Regions from separate parts of the Cricetulus griseus genome. Here region 1 is linked to region 2. Evidence: chromatin contacts called from public Hi-C data. All regions are on one chromosome and are shown on one strand. Each heading gives the region's core, a stretch centred on a gene start, on an enhancer-like site or on the middle of the called end of the contact. The rest is flanking DNA. Distances are from core to core; before and after follow the strand shown.

Region 1 (4,519 bases), core at 1,563-4,062, 150 kb before region 2:
CCAGCCCCAACTTTTTTCTTCTTATATAATTATTTGTGTCAATAAATATGATTTTTAATAATAATGGAGATTAAAAAACCTAAATGAAGATATGTAGTATTCTGGGGCTATCTTTGAGCAGATATTGAAACATGAGGTACTCAGGCTTCCCACACAACACATAGCTTCACTGGTCCAGAACTTCATTTCTAGAAGCTTCCTGTTTTCCACTGCCCTTACATGGAAGCATGGACCATAGAAAATGAATAGAAGCATGAACTCCAAATAGAACAGAGAGTGATGCTGCACAGACTCTAGCATCCTTCCGTCAGCTCACAAGCCTTGACCTTTTGTGGACAGAGTCACCAGCAGCCCTGCCTTGCGCACAGGAATTCTGTGTGTGGACATGATACATCTGTTCTTGCTGTGTGGCCACATTCCACATCTTCAGCACACTCGGTCACGTGACCTTACAAAGAATGGGGGCTACCACCTCATCTCCCCCACATTTTCCAAAACAACTAAGTGTTTGATAAACATCGCTGACACAACTCAATTATTCCTTCGTAGAGATTCCTAAAAGTGAAGTAACTGAATCCACAGTGTAAATATTGCTGAGATATTGCCTTACCAATTTAGGGTGTTGACTCAGACATTTTAATGGATCTTGGCCTTTATATAAAATCAAAGCAGAAGATCTGAATACTTCAAAGTGTGAAATAAAATTAGTTACGAGTCTTCCTAACACTTTGTTCATGGTTATAGTTTTTCCTAGAGCTATGCCAAGCCCTTTCTAATTTCTGCTAATTCAGAGTGACCATACGATTAAAGAGTTGAAAATCTGTAAAATTTATCAAAGTATTCAAGTAAAATTTGTCACTGATTGCTAAATTATCTCAATAAGTAAAGAACACTAAAGTATTACCCCATTTTTACTGCCAAGGAAGAAAACAGATTTTTCTCCAATTTCAGCTCCATCTCCTTCACTTCCGTGACTTTTCCTTTTTTCCACTTCAGCTTTTGCAATTTCCCAGAGAGTTTCACTGCATAAGAAGCAGAGAAACAGAAGGAATGCTTAGAAATAGTTATTTCCAGCATATAGATTTTGTTTCAGTAAGAGTTATAAAAATACTATTTCCCGGGAGTCAACCTAGGTTGAACACTGATGGATTTTCTAGCACCCTTCACCTGGAAATGGTCCACGAAGAATACTGAAACTGGCAAGCTGAGTGTCCTAGTTTCCATTCCACCGCTATGATAAAACACCTCTGCTTCACAATTGCAGGAGTCATGGCAAGCGGGGAGCTCAAGGCAGCAAGGAGCGGGAGCAGCTAGTCATGCCCACAGTCAAGAGCTGAGAGAACGCATGCATGTCTACTTGCCTTCTTGGGTAGACTAGCTGGCCAGGAAGCTCCAGCGATCCTCCTTTCTTCAATCCCTCCCCAAAGTCTCAAGCTTACAGACATCTATCCTGTCGCTTGCTTTTCACCACCTCATGCTTGAACATCAAGCACTTTATCCACTGAGCCATCTTCCCAGTCCTAAGCAAATATTCGTTGAGCAACTGATACATGCAAGCCTCTGTGCTAATCGCCAGGCTCAAGTCGGCATTTTCGGCTCTGAAATGCCAATTTAAAAACAAAACAAAAAAAACCAATGTCTGCTTTTGGGGCCGTAGTAATAACTGTTACAATGTCCCTGTTCATTTAGTTTTAGGCGCTGGCCTTTTAAAGTAATTATTACCAGACAAGCACCAGAAACCGGGGTAATGATATATGTGCCTGCCTAACGTGCATTGAGTCTTTGGGTTCAATTCCCAGACTCCCAAACAAAACCGGAATGAAAAAAAAAAAAAAGCCAAAGCAGGAAAACAAAGTCAAAATAGAAATCCCGAAAAGTCGTACTGAACTTTTTTATTTCATAGGCCAGCCCCTGGGAACTCTGTCTGCATCTGCTTGCCCTGTTTACACAGCATCCCTCCAAAATGGGTTTATGTTTCTCAAGTGCCCAGTAAAAGGAAAGGGTTCTTCCAGCTGCCTCCCCCCCAAAACAAACAAACAACAAAAATAAAAATAAAAACCCCAAATAACAAAACCCAAAACCCCTGTACCCATAGCTTCACTACGTTAACCAATGAGAACGCGATGCATAGCTGACTCTTTTCCAGTCCCGAACTTCATCAAGCCAAGCGCAGTTCACGCCTCTGATCCAGAAGGGGGCGAACGGTCTCTAGCGCCCCCCCGCCGCCCCCCCGCCCCCCCCGCCCCGGACATCCTTGCAGGCCATTGGGAGGTCCAGGTACTTTAAAGGACCTTGTAGAGAGGAAGAGCTCAAACGTATTTCACAAGCCATCAACACCCCCAACCCTCCGCCTTCAAGGAGGTGCTGCACTTCCCGCATCTCAAGTAGCCAAGTCCTATACCAGGAGGTAGGGGGCCCTGGGGAGGTGGCTTTGCGGTCTGGTTCAGCACCGCCAGCCCTGCAGCCTGCAAGGGCAAGTGGCACGCGAGAACCGTCTATGCAGTCCTCGAACGCATGGGGTTGATGATTCCTAACCGCTTACTCATCTACTTGTTTGGGACAAAGGCCTATGTGGGGGTCCAGACCCCCAGTCTCCCACAGCGCCAGGGCTGGGTACCCCGCCCCATCCTCCCGTGCCCTTTCCACGTCCTGAGCGCCCCGCCTGCCGGTTGAGCAATACCTGGGCATGGTGGCTGTACAGCCCCAGATGTCCTGGGCTCCGCGTGGGCTGACCCCAGGCGGGCTGCGAGGTCCTACTTGGGCCAGAGAAAGCGGGCTCCTCGGTTGCCATGGCAGCGACGTCAAGGCGGGGAGTTCGTGTCGAAGAGGGGCCTCATGGGAAATGTAGTTCTCTGCCTTCACTTCGCATCTCAAATTTCTAGGTTGCCAGAAGGAGGGTATGGTGAGCGTCCTCCTGCATCTGGGTTCTAAGGGTTAGGACTTGAAGGTTTCTGGGGTTTTGTTTGTTTTGTTTTGTTTTGTTTTGTTTTGTTTTGTTTTTTTATTTCTACCGAGTGCAGACTGTGTGCCAGGGGCCTCTGCTGTCTCGTCCTTAGCTCCCCGACCCCCTCCTCATTGCCATGATTTGGGAATAGAAGCTGAAACAATGTTGAGCTGTTATCTAATAATTTGCTCGAAGAAAAATTCAACAATTAAAATCAAAACCAGGCGGGGCTGGAGAGATGGCTTAGAGGTTAAGAGCACTGGCTGCTCTTCCAGAGGTCTGAGTTCAATTCCCAGCAACCACATGGTGGCTCACAACCATCCATTATGAGATCAGGTGCCCTCTTCTGGCGTGCAGATATACATGGAAGTAGAATGTTGTATACATAATAAATAAAATCTTTAAAAAAAATCAAAACCAGGCGTGGAGCACTTCCCCCAGCATTCTGAAGGATTGACTGACGTTTTATGAGGCAGTACATTATTTATTAATAAGATAATGAAGTGTGTGCCTCTCCTACATACTTATGTTTTGAAGGTGAGTTATATTTGTTTGAATTTTATGGGTTCTTTATAGACACCCCTCTGTAGTTTTTTTTTCTTTTACTCTTAACTCATAGCTCTTTGGGGGCCCATCACCCAGCTCCCAAATAAATCACATACAGAGGCTTATTATTACTTACAAATGCCCGGCCTTAACTTGGCTTACTTCTAGCCAGCTTTTCTTAAATTATCTTGTCTACCTCTTGCCTCTGGGATTTTTATCTTTCTCTATTTCTGTATACCTTTCTTTACTTCGCACTCAGTGGCTGGCTGTGCAGCTGGGTGGCTGATCCCTGATTTCCTCCTTGCTTCTTGCTCCTCAACCCACTTTTTCTCCTTCTGTTTATTCTCTCTGCCTGCCAGCCCCGCCTATCCTTTCTCCTGCCTAGCTATTAGCCATTCAGCTTTTTATTAGACCAATCAGGTGTTTTAGACAGGCAAAGCAATGCAACTTCATAAACAAATGCAATGTAAAAGAATACAACACATCTTCACACCATTAAACAAATGTTCCACAGCATAAACAAATGTAACACATCTTAAAATATTCCACAACACCCCTCTTTATTGGAGTCCCCATAAAAGTTATATAGACAATTTCCATACACAAAGCCCTGTGCTGTACAGAGTAAGAAGTGAGTTAAGAATCCAGCCTTTAAAACAGATCTACACAGCTCATTACAATCATAATTCAAAGTAAGCAAGCTATTGTAGAAGAGGTGCAGAAGTGACCATGCCTGAAGATCTTGTTGAAACATTTATGGCAGGTTTGGTATTTGACCTCTTCTGAATGTTTGCCTGTATTGGTTATGAGGAGCCCCGAAAGATTTTAAAATGGGCATGCTTTGCCTGGCCCTGTGTTTCGGGGGATAATTTTTTGCAGCTGTGTGGGGAACCTAGAGGACCATATGGAGACTATTAACAACAGTCAGGAAAGTGGCAGGGTTTTGATATCTTCCCTTTGTTTTCAGCATTTCTTGCAGGAAAAAAAATATATGGAGGGGGGGAAAAGAGAGCAGGAGATGTGGCTCAG
Region 2 (4,303 bases), core at 324-2,823:
CCAGGGTGGAGATTGGTCACATTTCAATCCCTGAGCTCAGACTGGCTAGATCTTGTGCTCAGGGATTGGTTAGTTTTCTGCACAGGTTTAGGGTCAGATTTGTCTCTGGTTTCAGGGCCAAAGTGTGTTTCTTTCACTGGTCCTTTTTAGCCTTTTGGCTCTAAATTTCTCTTTCACTGGCTCTGATTCCAGGGACAAAGTGTGTTTCTTTGACACTGGTTTCAAGGCCAGGGTACATTTCTTTGGTTCTGGTTGCAGGGCCAAAGTGTGTTTCTTTGGCTCTGTTCAGGGTGTTTTTCTTTGGCTGGCTCCTTTTCCCTACATGTAGTACAGTAGAGAATGACATATTAACAATCAACCAAAGAATTTACCACCACCCATTTTTTAGGTGAGTGACCTGAAAAGCAAAGCAAAAAGGTGTGAATCGGTGGATAATATACACAAAACCAAACATGACAAGCTATTGTTTAGTGATACACGTGGCAAAACAACAAAGAAATACAAAGCACAGTAATATAAAATCGAGAAAAAAAATTAAAGGCGTAAAGCATCCACTCGATGAACCCATTTTTCACTGTTTTCCCCAACGAATGCACCTCAAGATGTAGTATCTTGTTCGTTCTCCAGTCTTGTCCCTTGCCCCAGCTACTGCTGCCATCATAGGTCTCCAGTTCTTACTCATTTTTAAGGACTGGACTGAGAGCTGTGTAAAAAGATCCACCCTCTAAGGCAGCTTTCAAGGCCCAGATGGTGGAGTTCAAGTTGTTGTTGGTGGCTTCACTTCACTCCCAGGCTCAACCGAGCCTGTGGGTAGTTTTTACCCTGTTTCTGGGCACAGTGAGTGTAGAAAGTCTGGGTTGGGGGCCTGGAGACATGGTTCAGAGGTTAAGAGCACTGAATGCTTGCTCTTCCAGAGGTCCTGAGTTCAATTCCCAGCACCCACATGGTTGGTGGTGGCTCACAACCATCTGTAATGGGATCTGTTGACCTCTTCTGGCGAGCAGGCAGAACACATAATAAATAAATGAATATGAAAAAAAGAAAGTCTGGGTTGGGGGCTGGAGAGATGGCTCAGAGGTTAAGAGCACTGGCTGCTCTTCCAGAGGTCCTGAGTTCAATTCCCAGCATCCGCATGGTGGCTCCCAACCAAGATGAGATCCACCGAGATGGCCCAGAGGTTAAGAGCACTGGCAGCTCTTCCAGAGGTTCTGAGTCCAATTCCCAGCATTCGCATGGTGGCTCACAACCAAGATGAGATCCGTTGACTTCTTCTGGCTTGCAGGCATACATGCAGGCAGAGCACATAAATAAATCTTTAAAAAGGAAGTCTGGGTTGAGACAGAAATGGTGGCCTGACATCTAGGGGTGTGCAGGCTGCAGCCCTGCCACCTGGAAAAAGGTAAAGCATGGGTAGAGTGCATCAGCACGGATCACAAGCCCACGGATGCACAACTCTGACGCCGCGGCCTGTCCAAACCCAGTCGCAGACGCCCTCTCTGATGACGTCACGACCCTCCCGCGCTTCTTATTGGAGGAGCTGCCGCTCGCGATATTTCCTTGCCAGCTCCCGGTTTGCTTGCTTGTATCGCTGCTGCCGCACCGGCTGTGGATTGCGAACCACGTTCCACGCGCCGCCGGGACGCCGTAGACTAGACGGGCTTCCGGGGCTCGTTGAGAGGCGGTGACTCTTTGCAGACGTCCCCGGGCACGAGGTTTGGCTCGAGGGCGTGCCGCCTGCCGGGCGCGCGGGCGCGTGGGACCGACTCTTCTCATCGCGGCCGGGCCGGCTCTCAGGGCCTCCCGAGGGTGCCAGCCCGGTGGCTTTGGTGGCTTAGGTCTCCATGGAGACGGCCCTTTAACCACTTTTTCGTCTGTCAGTCATGCTGTCATTCTTCGGACCCCACGTGGGCATGGGAAAGATGTGGATGGGAGGGAGGCAGTCAGTGGTACCCACGAGCAGAAAGTCACCAGGTTGGACGGGGCGGGGGCGGGTTCTCCGCCCTGGGGAAGCACACTTCACCAGGAACACACGCAGAATCTCCGAATCTGTTTTTTTTTGCAAACTTGCCATTTACCAGAATCGTCCCCGCAGTCTCCTTCCTCAGTACCACCTTCTTCTCACTTTGTACGCTGGCTGCTCGTTTAGGAAATTATTCCCTAAACCTAACCTACAAATTCGTCCCCTGTTGTCTTTGTAGCTGAGTCCATTCTTAACCTTTTGGTGGGCTGCTCACTTGCCTTTGCTGTAGTGACTTGTCCAAAAGGACTGTGGATTCGTTAGTATCAGTGACAGCCCGGACCTTAGCTGTTGCACACACTTTAGGTACCAGGTGGTCCGCCCTTCTTCCATTTGTCCCTTCTAGAATGTCTCCAGGAAAAGTTAATTCCTTGGTCTTGTCCAGCAAATGTTAATAAAAGCATCTACATGCCTGAATGGCGAAGGAGTTGGGAATTAAAACACCAGACACGTCATTAAAATTGCCACCTTCATGTTATTTACTACTAGGGAAAACAATATACAGGTTTGCAAGTGAGTGTAATGTTAGGTAGTAATTCATGCTGCAAAAGAAATAATGGAAGTGGTGTGTGTATCAGAGTGATGGCATCTTAGGTAAAGTTACATAAAGGTCTTGGGTGGCATTCAGTCACAAACTTGGATAATTAGAAATAGTTCTTGCCATTTGTGTAGGACAGGATGTTAACAGGTAGATCTGGAAATCTCATAATAAGAGCATCGGGGACAGTGAGAGCTCTTAAGGTAGCAGAGTAGATTGGTTTGAAATGAATACCTTGAATTCCAATACCCAGATATGAATATTAATAATTAATAAATTACATTTAGCACTATCAGAAACCCTTGAGAAGTTTATAAGCAAGTGCCTTCTTAGACTTTGTTTTTAAAACAATTTTTTGATGATTGACAAGAATTTTCAGAGGCGGGGGGGGGGGGGGGGCAGTTAGGTCAGTCAGGCGTGTAGGTGATTTATTGAGTGAGGTTCTGTCAAGGAGAGTCTGTTTGAAGGTAGCCCATTTCTCATTGGACTACAGAGGTCTCCTTTGACTTTATTGGACCCCGTCTCCTTGATGCTTTATTGACTTTCTAATCCTTCAGTAGGACAAAGGAAATCTCTCCATCAAAGTGGCAGCTATTTTACGGACTGTATAGCAAGACCCCATTTCAAACAATAGCAGCAAAAATGCTAGACAAACAAAAAGCCTACAGGTTTTCTTTTGTAAACCAGATATCCTCAGTTCAGTGGGTCTCAGCCTGGGGCAGTTGTGCCTTCTAACAGTGGCACTGTTGGGAGACACCTGTTGGTTGTCTTTAACACGTTGGTAGTAAGATGCTCCTGACATCTAATGGGGTAGAGTCTGGGGAAGCTTCAAGTATCCTATACTGCACAGGACAGCATCCTCAACAAAGTCATATGGCCCCAGATGTCAGTGTCACAGGAGAAACCCTCCACTGGACCAGTGTCTTAAGCTCTTCTTTCTTACAGAGACTGCTGTTTCTCCTGTCTAAAATGGGCGTGAAGAAGAAAAGAGAAGTGCAGGTTGCTGCAGTGACTGTCTGCCATCAGGACCTGGAAACTTTGAGATGTACGTGACTTTTAAGTTTTGCTTGTTTAGTGAAAAAATTTGTAAGTTTGCAAAGCAGAATCATTGAATCTCTAGGACCCTATAGAATAATATAATGTTGAAATTCTTTTTGTTTAAGTTTTCCATGGTTTCCTCCCCCACCCCCAGCATTTAGTTTTGGATAAATAGTTTTGTTAAATATTATTTGTCTTTAGACTGAGTTCTCCTATGTATGTATGTATGTATGTGCCCCATGTATATATGTGCCCGAAGCCCACATAGGTCATAAGAGGGCATCAGATTTCCAGGAACTGTAGTTATAGAGGGTAGTGAGCTGCCATGTGGATGCTGAGAGCTGAACCTGGGTCCTTTACAAGAGCAGCCAGTGCTGTTAATGCCAGCACCTCTACATCTAGTTTTCTTTATTATTTATCTGTGTGTGCATGCACATGTACACACACACATGCACACGTATGTTCGAACATGCATGTTTATGCCCTGGTTACTTTTTTTGTCAATTTGACATATGCTAGAGTCATCTGGGTAGAGGGAAGCTCAGTTGAGAAAATGCCTCCATCTGATTGGCCTGTGGGCAAGAGTAATGATTGATGTGTGAGGGTCCAGCCCATTGTAGGCAGAGCCACCTTTGGACAGGTGGTCTTGGGCTGTATAATACAAGCCAGCTGAGTAATCCACGTGAAACAACCAGTAAGCAAGGTTGCTC

Evidence for each region. A called contact is a pair of places that touch in the nucleus more often than the background predicts.
Region 1: a contact with region 2 is called in a Hi-C map of the CHO-K1 cell line, with 4 times the contacts expected there. The contact joins the promoter of Dync2li1 here to the promoter of Thada in region 2. A contact is called at or near these places in 4 of 8 Hi-C or Micro-C datasets (the CHL-YN cell line, the CHO-K1 cell line and fibroblasts).

Annotation. Positions count from the first base shown.
Region 1 is chr5:86,253,836-86,258,354 of CriGri-PICRH-1.0, reverse strand. Dync2li1 (cytoplasmic dynein 2 light intermediate chain 1) reads right to left here and starts at 2,812. Exons shown (of 12, transcript XM_027417939.2): 1 at 2,681-2,812. The coding sequence starts at 2,791. LOC118238865 (a long non-coding RNA gene) reads left to right here and starts at 2,259. Exons shown (of 3, transcript XR_004770189.1): 1 at 2,259-2,407.
Region 2 is chr5:86,106,265-86,110,567 of CriGri-PICRH-1.0, reverse strand. It overlaps Thada (thyroid adenoma-associated protein), which reads left to right and starts at 1,573. Exons shown (of 38, transcript XM_027417930.2): 1 at 1,573-1,712; 2 at 3,501-3,600. The coding sequence starts at 3,525.